Regions from separate parts of the Zea mays genome. Here regions 1 and 2 are each linked to region 3. A link is a contact called in public Hi-C data. All regions are on one chromosome and are shown on one strand. Each heading gives the region's core, a stretch centred on a gene start, on an enhancer-like site or on the middle of the called end of the contact. The rest is flanking DNA. Distances are from core to core; before and after follow the strand shown. Region 1 holds the start of LOC103632344 (kinesin-like protein KIN-4A). Region 2 holds the start of LOC103632345 (ubiquitin family protein). Region 3 holds the start of LOC100276564.

Region 1 (3,405 bases), core at 465-2,964, 550 kb before region 3:
GGAAACGATATGATTTCACAAAAGCAACTAGTAGCATAGCGGGGTCTTCCATGGAACGTATTTCAGAGATGATATTATCCATGTCCATGCCTAGGTTCACTAAAGAAACCATATAAGAAAGAGCAAAGCAACAGGCGGCGAAAAAAAGAGGGGGGTTAAGAAACAAAGCGCTGCACGAGAGAGAGGTGGGTCGGATCGGTCGGTCAAGCCCATGCTGCAGCGCAGGCTGCTGTATTCTGGTACAGCTAACTTTAGGCAGTGGCACTGGCAGTCCACAACCAAACCTCCCACCAACAAGCTTGTGCCCAGCCTTGGATGAAATAAGAAAAAAAGAGAAAGAGAGAGACCGAGCCGTGAAATATATAAAAAAACAAACAAGTACATTGTTCTGGAAGGCACATGGGACTGGCTAACCACCGAGACGTGAAAGGGGATCCAGCACTTTGTGCAAAACAATATGATACTCAGATAATGTGACGTGCATGTGTGCGCGCGCGAGAGAGGGGCACCTGCCCCCGCATAAACTACGGGATTATTACGTCGCTGTTAGAGGGGAGGTGGAGCGTTGGCATCAGCGACGTCCCGCGCGCAAACCGAATGTGGCCTGTTGAGACGCCATTCACGCGTACGCCTCCTCCTCCTCCTCCTCCTCCTCTGTTTCTGCTTGCTTGCTAACCTAATGGCATAGCAGAATTGACGCCCCATCAGCTTCGATCGATGGAGTTAGGAGTGTTGTTTGTTTCATCGTCTATCTACTGTCCTCTGAGTGACGGCGACGTCGCCATGCATGCTCTCGACACTCTTGCGCCTTGCAACTTATTAGGAGTACTTGTTACTTTACTACTCCGTTCTGACTTGACTCTAGACCACGTTCTGTGTGTGCTGTGCTGTCATATATAGCGTCGTTGGCCCGTGTTCGTTTTTTTTTGTAGCGGTGGTGGGAGGAGGAGGAGGAGATGGGGACAGCGTTTGTTAGCGATTCGAGGGGGAAAGCTTATTACATGAAACAACGGCACCAGTCAATGCTTTTCGGTCCCCCAAGTTAATTTCTTGTGGTCTTGTGGAAGCCACTAGGCAACGATGCGGCAGCGTCACGTTTATGGATGGGAAATACGTTACGGTATGTATAAAGTGCATGAGAACTCAACGTGGCGCTACAGTTACAGTATGCCTGGCTCCACATCACCACATGCAGTGCACTGCCGTACCGTGTACGTAGCTTGTCTTGTCCCGCTGTTGTTTTCCCTAGCTACTACACGTTGCCATTGTCCGTTACATTTACTATATATATATACTACCAGTACCAGAGAGCAGGTGGGCAGCTCTGATGTTCTGGCTCCTGACTGCCTTCACAGGCACTGAATCGGAGCAACAGTTCCGGTTTCTCTTTCTATTATTTCTCGATTAATAAGGCGAGAAAAAGGCGACCAGCGAATGAAATGGGGAAAATGTGTTTTCCTGATAGAAATCCTGCCCGCGATAATTATTTTTTTTATAAAAAAAAATTAGCACTACGTCTCGCTTGATAGGGATCCGTACGGAAAAAGATAAATCAGCAGATGGTAGGATTTACTTTCAAGACGAGAGAGAGAGAGGTCAGTTCGGTCAATTGTGCTTGGGTCACTAACAACCAAGAAGATGCCACGTCCTTGTTGCGGCGGACGGACGAGCGAGCGAGCGAGCAGTGGAAAGGTAATAACACCGCAGCTGCAGGCAGTGATTAATCACTCGCTCTCTCGCTCGCTCCCCGTCCCTGCCCACTCACTCACTCACCTTCGCCGGGAAAAAAAGGAGGAAAGGAAATAAAATACTCCAAGCCAAGAGAGCGGCAGGCCGCAGGGGCACCCCCCACACCCACAGGCCATCCTTCACCAGCACACACTCATCTCCCACACCTAGCCTAGCCTTGCTTTGTCCTCCTCCGTCTCGCTCTCGCTCTCCGTCTCCATTCCCACCCACCACCAAACACCAGGCCCAAAGGACCCCCCGCCTTCCCAACTAAGAGCACCAGCGCAGCGGGGAGGGGGAATCAGGGCAGCAAGATCCGAGCAGCAGGAGTGGCAAGCAGCATTTGTAGCCACAGCTCGCTCACTCAATTGCAGCTAGCCGCGGTTGCGGTTGGACTGGATCGGCGGCAGGGCAGGGCAGGGCAGGGCGCGCGGCGGTGGTGGTAGTTGCAGAAGTGACGGTCAAGTTTTCCTCGCTCCTTGCTTCGGCCGAGACTCCGCCTGACGCTACTACCAACATCTCCACCTGAATCCATCTCTATCTACCTCGCACGAACGAACAGAGACAGGGGAGGGGAGGGGGGGAATTGAAGTGTAACCCAAGGAAAGGAACCATGATGGTGTGGCAGGCGGAGGAGGAGGATTGATCCATCCGTCAACCCATCAGACCCGTCCATCCATCGGTGGTGGTGGTGGTGGCTGCTGTTACTCGCTATCACCATCTGCTGCTGCCTGCTTTAGTCTTTTGCTTCACTTCTCTTCTTTCTATCCTTCCTCCCCCTGTCTGTTTGTCTGTCTTATTGCCCTCCCTGTTCTTGTTGCTGCTTGCATTGAGAAAAGAGAGAGAGAGAGACAGAGAGAGATAGAAAGTGGTTGCTAGTTGTATGGTCGTCCGGTGGGCGCGATGACCATGGAGCACGGCGAGGATTGCTGCGTCAAGGTGGCGGTCCACGCGCGCCCCCTCATCGGCGACGAGAAGCTGCAGGGCTGTAAGGACTGCGTCGCCGTCGTGCCGGGCAAGCCGCAGGTATCGATTCTGCGACTTCTTTGCTTCTTCGCTGGGGAGTGGGCCGGGCATGAATCTTCGGATGTTTCTGAACCTGTGTTTCCCGCCCTCCTGCGTGTGCCTTGTTTACATCTCGGATACACAATTCAGACTCTGGATTGACCCCTGCCAAACAATATTTTTAGAAGTCTGCCTGTCCTGCTATTTCCCCATGTTTTCTAGTACAATTTTCAGAGGCATTTTGACACTGCATGCAGATTTTCAGGGTGTTTCTTCTTCTTCTTCTTCTTCTTCTTCTCTGTATTCTATTCTATCTTGCACCGCTGAGAGTCTGTTTCGCCAACAAGAGTACAGGTACAGCAGAGCAGAGATAAATTGACCATGTCGAAACAATCCAGATCTCTCTCCGTGTGTGTGCGTGGGAGAGAGGGGGAGAGAGTGAAAAAAAAAATCTAGGAGGAACGGAATCTAGGTTGCTTCTTCCATTCTAGGTCTCTTCCTAGCTGTGTACTTCTGAGCCTCTGACAGAGACGCCCAGAATTTCTCTTCGTTCCCTCTCGCTTTCTTTTCATTAATTCGGTTTCAGGTACAAGGGAAAAAAAGTGTCGGCAGGGCAAAACCTTCCGCATTTTTGGTGCGAACTTGTTCCCAATCCTGCTCATGTTCTTGCTA
Region 2 (3,331 bases), core at 520-3,019, 650 kb before region 3:
AAGATCTTTTATGCTGCAGTACAAGCAGCCTTTTAGCTACTGTTGCAGTTGGAGAACTTTGCCTTTCACTTAGGAAAGACATATTTTTCTGCAACGAATGCAGCACGTTTTAGCTATACTGCTTTTATTCAGCACACCAGCCAATAACACCAAAGAAGACCAAAATATGCAAAGTACCATAACATATCATATATCCATGTTAAACAATTGAGTTGTAAGCATAATTTATTGCATGGTACAAAAGAATGCAATGCTGGTCAAAACATAATAAAAGGCTTTAACTGTCAACAACAGAACAATAACACAAACTGAAGTTATAAGATGACATACCTAACATCACCTTGCTGTCGTCTTCCGAGATTAATAAGTATGATCAAGAAACCAGTACCAATTATCTGAATACAGCAAACAGTAGCGTTTGTCAATGAACTGAAACGTTGAATAAATCCTTAAGTTTGGTCATTCCGGCCCCTAAAATTTTACTACACATAATAGTAGCATCAAGGTTCAGCAAAATATCAGTATAACCTTGGATGGAGATCGAAATTGATATGTTCAATTCTTCAATAACTATCTAGATGTGTTTCAAATGCTTACATGCACTTCATTGTCAGGATGAGTATACTGTACATCACTGATAAAAATTGGTTAGAGTTTCTGATAACTAAAGAAGTTACTTACATATAAAGGTCCAATGTCGTACTTCTGAGCAATCGGTGCCAATAGGAACCACATTGCAATGATAATCCATGCTTTCATACTGAGAGAAAACAGCGCCATCAAAATGATATCTGAAGAAGTAGAATAGGTATTACATTCAGCACAATGCCATTTCATTTTACCAGAAAATAGATGAGCACCATGCATGCACATTACCAGGCAATCTCAATTTGTCTCGAAGAAACATAAAAAATTTCCTCTTCCACAAGGTTGTCGTTTGTGGTATTCTGAACTTCTAAAGAAATGGAAAGAGAGGTGGACTTTTATGAAGAACACAAAGATATCTAACATTACAAAGCTTTTGCAAGTACTGCAAGAAAATTGTACCAGTTCATCCTCTTCTTCGTCCTCAACGTCATCATCAAGAAGATGATTAACAGGAGGCTTAGGTGCCACGGCGACTATAAGAGTATCTGTAGAAATCACGAAAATATATATTTCTATATATAAACTCTCATATGAACAGAACTGCGTGTAAATGGATCATGACAAACTCAATTGAACAGACAGCACGGATTTTATAGACGAAAAGACAAAACTACTGAAAATAAATCAGTATGCGATGTTAGGAACATATCTCGCACATCGCCAATGAAGACATAAGGGGTTCAGATTTAGGGCACCCACCCCCATCGCGGAGAGTGACATGGCTGTCGTCTTGGTGCGGGAGCGTCTTCCCCCGCAGGATCAAGCGGAGTCGAACTTCTTCCGTGCCTGCTAGACGGCGTTCGCGCGCGATGCAGCCGCGCAGCTCGGCGACCTATAAGAGACGATTACAACATGAGGGAGGGGACTCAGCCTAGACGAAGGTTAAAGGAGGGTGGTAGTTTTACCGACCGAGAGAAGCGGAGGGAGGCGGAGGGTGGTTGGACGGGACGGGCCGACGGCGCGCAGCGTCACCTCCACAGTCTCCGGCAGGTCGCCGCCGGCGGCGGACATAGTGGGCTCTCCAGCACTCGCTGAGAGACTCGTGATCAGCTCAGGTACTCGGCCGGCCCCTCGCGGGCGAGAAATTTGTCATTATGAAACACCGAGGGTTTGGCTTCGACGAAATAGAGGTCTAGGAGAGAGTTTCTCCCTTATGAAACAGTTGGGCATAGCTAACCCTCTAAAATAGATATGACTAAACCATTTACAGGTTTAGATCAGTATTATTCTCATTGACACCGGGTTCCGTCCCCCTGCGCCGTCGCCGTGAGCCCGTAGAGATGTCGAGCCCGTGAGTTGTCCTCCATTGCCGTCGCGTCCTTCAATCGTCTTCCTCCTCCATTAGCCGGGCGCAGCAGCCTCCGACGAAGAGCCGCCGATTGAAGAGATTGAAGGGCGCCGGTGACGCCTGTCTGACCGAGCTACAACCCCTGCAGCCGACACCGTTTAGGGGCCGAATGAAGGTCCCCGCTTCTTCCCCACACGCCTGTCCGACACCGTGAGTTTGTCTCTGTTGTTCTTGATTGATTCAACTTCTCTCCCCCCATTCGTGTCTCCTCCCCCCATGATGTACTACAAATTGAACAGAACTGACAAGATCTAGCTCGGTTTTTGTTTGCAGTGGATAGAGCATTGTGGATTTAGAGCTGTTCAATGATGCAAACATAGGCATATCTGAAAATCCAGGTAGATATTTGTGCCTTGCTGTGGTATGAATCGTGCACATGTAACCTTTAATTTTGTAAATTATTGGTTGAATTAATGGCAGGTCCCGTGATGTCTTCACCACCGCCTTGTTCAAGTTCCTTACCGTTAGTTGCATTTGGTGCAAATAAAGTTAATGAGGTTAGTTGTGCTTCATTTAAGTAAAATATAGTGAGGTTATGATTATGTGAATTCACTTAATAGAGACTTGTCATCCAGGAAAATGAAAAGGTACAAGACAAATCGAGGTTAGATTAGGAATCTATGGTACTATGTGATTTATGGGAGGAGGAAGGGAGACGTGATGTTGCAAGTGAGATGGAGATGTATTGTAATCTAGGACTCAATGAGGGGGAAACGACAAAGGAAAATGCAAGAGATGCAGCCGTCAATGAGGAGGGAAAGTCACAGGAAAATACAAGTAATTTGGATCAATCGGAGCCTATTAATTTTGGAGACAATACTATAGACCAATCATTTGAAGACTACCTGCCAAATGAGAAGAGGGTTATGTATGATAAAATCAATCCGTCAATGCAACCTGGTAGTTTGTTTCCTAACATGAAATAATTTCGAATTGCTATGAGGCAATATGCCATAAAGCACGAGTTCGAGCTTGGAATCGATGTAACTTCCACTACCAGATATGTCGGATATTGTAAAGGTGGTGATTGCCCTTGGAGGATTTATGCACGAGAGGAAAAGAAAGGACTCCCGACCATTGTGGTATGTTAATTCATACATTTGAATTTAGGTTTTGTTTGTGTTCGAAGTTGTAATTGTACAATTTTGCAGGTTGCTGTATTGCATGATTCGCATACTTGCACATCTAGTGGAAGGAGGAAGACGACTACACCAAGTTGTGGATGGGTAGCTTTTCACGCTTTGCCACTACTTATGAAGAAACCCCATATGGGTGCTAAAGAATTGCAAGATACACTTCAAGGAGTTCACAATGTCACTATTGGTTACGACACAG
Region 3 (3,771 bases), core at 249-2,748:
GGCATATACTGAACTTGAATTCTCACATCAGTTTTTTACCGCTCATTAGTGGCTGACTAATATGCATAGAATACAAGAGAAACTCAGGGTGGAGCTTATTTTAGGATGCTTCATTTAGAGTTTCATGTCAACTTCCTCCATATATTGGCTTACTGTTGTAGAAAAAGGTTCTTTTGCTCAATAAGACAATCAGATTCGAATAATAATCCAAAGTTTGTACTTCAATTTGTAAGCATCAATTTTCTTTTGTTATCTTGTTGTTTTCCACTTCTCTACTAATGAGATCTGTTTAATCTTGCAGTATTGCGACATCTGAATTGGTGAGCGACATCATTGTTCGCATAGGGACTACAAAGTTTTATCTTCACAAGGTAACCTGTAGTTTTCATTCACATGACAGTGCTACTTTGTGATTGTTGTTTTCTCAGGTTTTACATATGTCATTTGATTGTTGTTTTCTCGGGTTTTACATCCCAGCGACTTGATTAATTTCTTGGTTCTCATTATGCATAGCACAATCACTTGAGAGTGCATATTTATCACTTGATTAGTTTCATAGTTAAGGGCATACTGAACTTCAATTCTCACATGGTGTGCTATGTGCAGCTGAAGTTGGCTTCGATCGGTACGGCTGCCCAATTTCGCTGCTATGTGCTCTACTAGTAGCACATGTTTGCTCCTATGTGCGGCTGTTAGGCTTCATTACCTCTAGGACCATCCAAACAACGTAAAGGAAATGGAAAACGTTACCAGGTTTATCCAAACAATTGGCGCTTTTCATTTCCATGATAATAGATACCACTCTTATTTAATTACATTAACGTTACCATTATAAGTGCTCAACCAAACGCTACCTAAAGTATATTTTGTTAGGACATGTGAACTGTTAAAGGAGCTATAAAATATACTTTTGGTTTTGTGATATTGTTTTCATATTTTAATTATTTGTAGTTTAATTTATTTTATTACCAGATTAATGATTTAAATTGTACTTGTGGATTAAAATTCTAGTTATTTAAATAAAAATTGGAATTCACTGAACGGATTGTTGTATGATGAAAAATGCATGATATCAAAGCATATTGCTTCATAAAAATCATGTATATCTAGAAAATCCATGTAGTATTGAAAAATATAACGTTTTTATTATGTATAATTCAATATCACCATAACACCCCTAGGTTCTATCTAGAGATATAATATATTTAGAAAAATAGAAAATGATCAAACCATGTGATTAAATTGAATGTTTCTAGTTTCCCGTCTTTATGTCTGAAATTCTATTCTATATATAGAGCGCGACGCAAACGTGCGCACCCGTACATCCACGTCGGCAAAAAAAACATGTGCGCAAGATGTTCCATCAACGGACGAGATTTCTTCTCAGCCTCCCGGGCTGTTGTAGATGCCTAGAGAATTCTAGCCATGTGCAGTTTATAAAAAATCAACCGTTTTCTAGAAGGGTCTCAATAGGCATCGCGTGCCTAGCGTCGGCTACCGCGACTGCAGCGTCGGCGGCTGGGACCAGCGGATGTGCGTTCCTCTCTCTAGAAGCTCCGTCCGTCTTCACAGCCTTTTCCTCCCAACAACGCATAATATTAGCTAGGGTTTCAACGCATCTGACGGCGGAAGCTAGGGCGTCGCCACCGTCAATGTCTTGGCACTCCCGCTCTGTTCATCAATCGCATCGACAGGTAACAGTCCATCATCTCCGTATCACCTCCTTGGATCCTCCTCTGTTCCGTGACTTCCACAGCACGCTGCCAGGAGCCCTATCCTCAATCATGTCTTTCCCGCCGAGCTACACACCTTCAGGAGCCCATCCCCTCCTCCCTCAAACGACGCCGGGTGACAAGCAGGAAAAGTAGTAATGACGACATGCTTCCAAATCACTTTCAACAGTTTCTTCTACTTCTTTTTGTTTGCCTTATGATGATTATCTACTGTCAGTTACTCAGTTTTATGATTTGACTAGTTACTTTGGTTTGTGGAGCTGGATGGAACAATCTTTCAGGGTGCTTCACCATTAGATTGTGCTTATATATTGAGCTGAAAATTTAACCTATATATGTCCTGTTTTAGGTGCTCCATGATTCTCTATAACATCCGAAATAAATTAGGATTAAAGCAAGAATAGGAAGTTATTCAAAACTCAAAAGTAAAGGGTTTCCGGTCTTCCAGTTAAATGACCAAATGACCTGTAGAATGACAGCAAGCAAGCAAAATAAACGGCAGACAAATTGCACCAACTCAGAGCAGTGCAGGCCAGGGAAGAAAGCAAAATTTGACACATCTCATTGTCTAGTAAGTTTGAAGCCTCATATCAGTCTTAAATGGGATCAATATCTGAGGAAAGTTGTGCCAGAGAAGGAACAAGTTGGAATTTTGTGGTCAGACTTGGCCCCTTTCATGGAAAGCCAGAAACACTGTTCAGGCCTTGCTGATGTTATGTATGTTCCTCCAGAGATTTTCTCTCTTAAGAGCCTGAAAGGTGTGCTATCCTATGAGGTATACCTAGCTTCTTACCTACAATGTTAACTTCTGAGTTTATTTACCATGATCTGTTTTCATTTTATTTTCTACCATTGCCTTTACTTGCTAAATTCTTTATTTTGGTAGCGTTAGTCTGATATTTTATGCTATTCTGTTAACTATACATCAACAAACCTTGTCCTTGATGTAGGCATGGTCTACATCTCTTACAGAAGCCGAGAGAAAATTTCTCATACAATTCCTTCCAAGCGAGACTGATGCAGAAGAAAATGTAAAATTGTTGCTTACGGGACAAAATCATCACTTTGGAAATCCTTTCCTTAGCTGGCAAGTACTCTGATTTGATTCCTGTAGACCCATTTTTATTTTGCATTCTATGGATTTAGATGCATGTAGATGTGCATACTGTTTCCTTTGTTGTGGTTATATTTTGTTGTGAGCTGGTTGTCTTTGTTCTAGGGATGAAATGTGGGCCAGGTATTCTTGCCCATCTGTCCGACGAGTTTAAATCTGTTCATATCTGAGCCTAGATATTCAATGTCCTTTTCAGATCCCAGTTCATATCCGAATTCGGATATTCAATGTCCTAGATTCGGATCCGGATATTCAAAGTCGGATATCTGATATGTATACATATTATTTAGTATCTGATATACATATGCACATAGCCTCTTGAGATTTGCCCATTTTTATTTCCATCCCTCCATCCTATCCCCCCAATTTTTTTTTTCTCGAACACGCAGGAGAGCTGCGCATCAATATATTAAGAAGAAAAGGGGAAAAGACCCCGAAACAGACAGTACAACAGTACAACACACACACACACACATAAACACACACACACCGAACCCACCTAGCCAGAAAGAACATCTGGAGCAGGGGCAGGGACAGAGCGTTTGTCAGCTGACAAACACCCCAACACTAAAACAGAGAAAAACTAAACCGCCCGACTTTGAGCTAGGAGGTAAGAAAAACCCTTAGCCCTAGCCAAAGACCACAAGAAAGCTTCCTCCCTGGCCAGCCGAATCATATTGCTCCTCCCAAATCATATTGCTCCTCTTGCTGCCTGAGCACCTTGAGCTCGGTGGCGTAGCCATTTTTGATGCTGAAGATGGGGTTGAGTATGCGTTCTGCATGCAACCATCAGGGATGGAAATGGAAACATGATGGTGGAGAATATTTGAGAGACATGATGGAGGGATGAAAATGGAAACATGATTAGCTTAGGGGGCTAAGGGGGTATTTGGTTCCCCTAAATAAAGTTTAGTCCGTGTCTGT

The links. Hi-C and Micro-C count contacts between places; a contact is called where the count stands out from the background.
Region 1: a Hi-C map of leaf shows a contact between it and region 3, with 2.5 times the contacts expected there. The contact joins the promoter of LOC103632344 here to the promoter of LOC100276564 in region 3. A contact is called at or near these places in 3 of 25 Hi-C or Micro-C datasets (leaf and tassel).
Region 2: a contact with region 3 is called in a Hi-C map of ear, with 2.2 times the contacts expected there. The contact joins the promoter of LOC103632345 here to the promoter of LOC100276564 in region 3. A contact is called at or near these places in 2 of 25 Hi-C or Micro-C datasets (bundle sheath and ear).

The regions. Positions count from the first base shown.
Region 1 is chr7:49,115,923-49,119,327 of Zm-B73-REFERENCE-NAM-5.0, reverse strand. It overlaps LOC103632344 (kinesin-like protein KIN-4A), which reads left to right and starts at 1,714. Exons shown (of 25, transcript XM_008654154.3): 1 at 1,714-2,754. The coding sequence starts at 2,632.
Region 2 is chr7:49,220,958-49,224,288 of Zm-B73-REFERENCE-NAM-5.0, reverse strand. LOC103632345 (ubiquitin family protein) reads right to left here and starts at 1,769. Exons shown (of 7, transcript XM_008654156.4): 1 at 1,558-1,769; 2 at 1,348-1,480; 3 at 1,048-1,133; 4 at 877-955; 5 at 682-791; 6 at 331-395. The coding sequence starts at 1,659.
Region 3 is chr7:48,567,084-48,570,854 of Zm-B73-REFERENCE-NAM-5.0, reverse strand. It overlaps LOC100276564, which reads left to right and starts at 1,498. Exons shown (of 8, transcript NM_001363614.2): 1 at 1,498-1,694; 2 at 2,083-2,508; 3 at 2,684-2,820. The coding sequence starts at 2,194.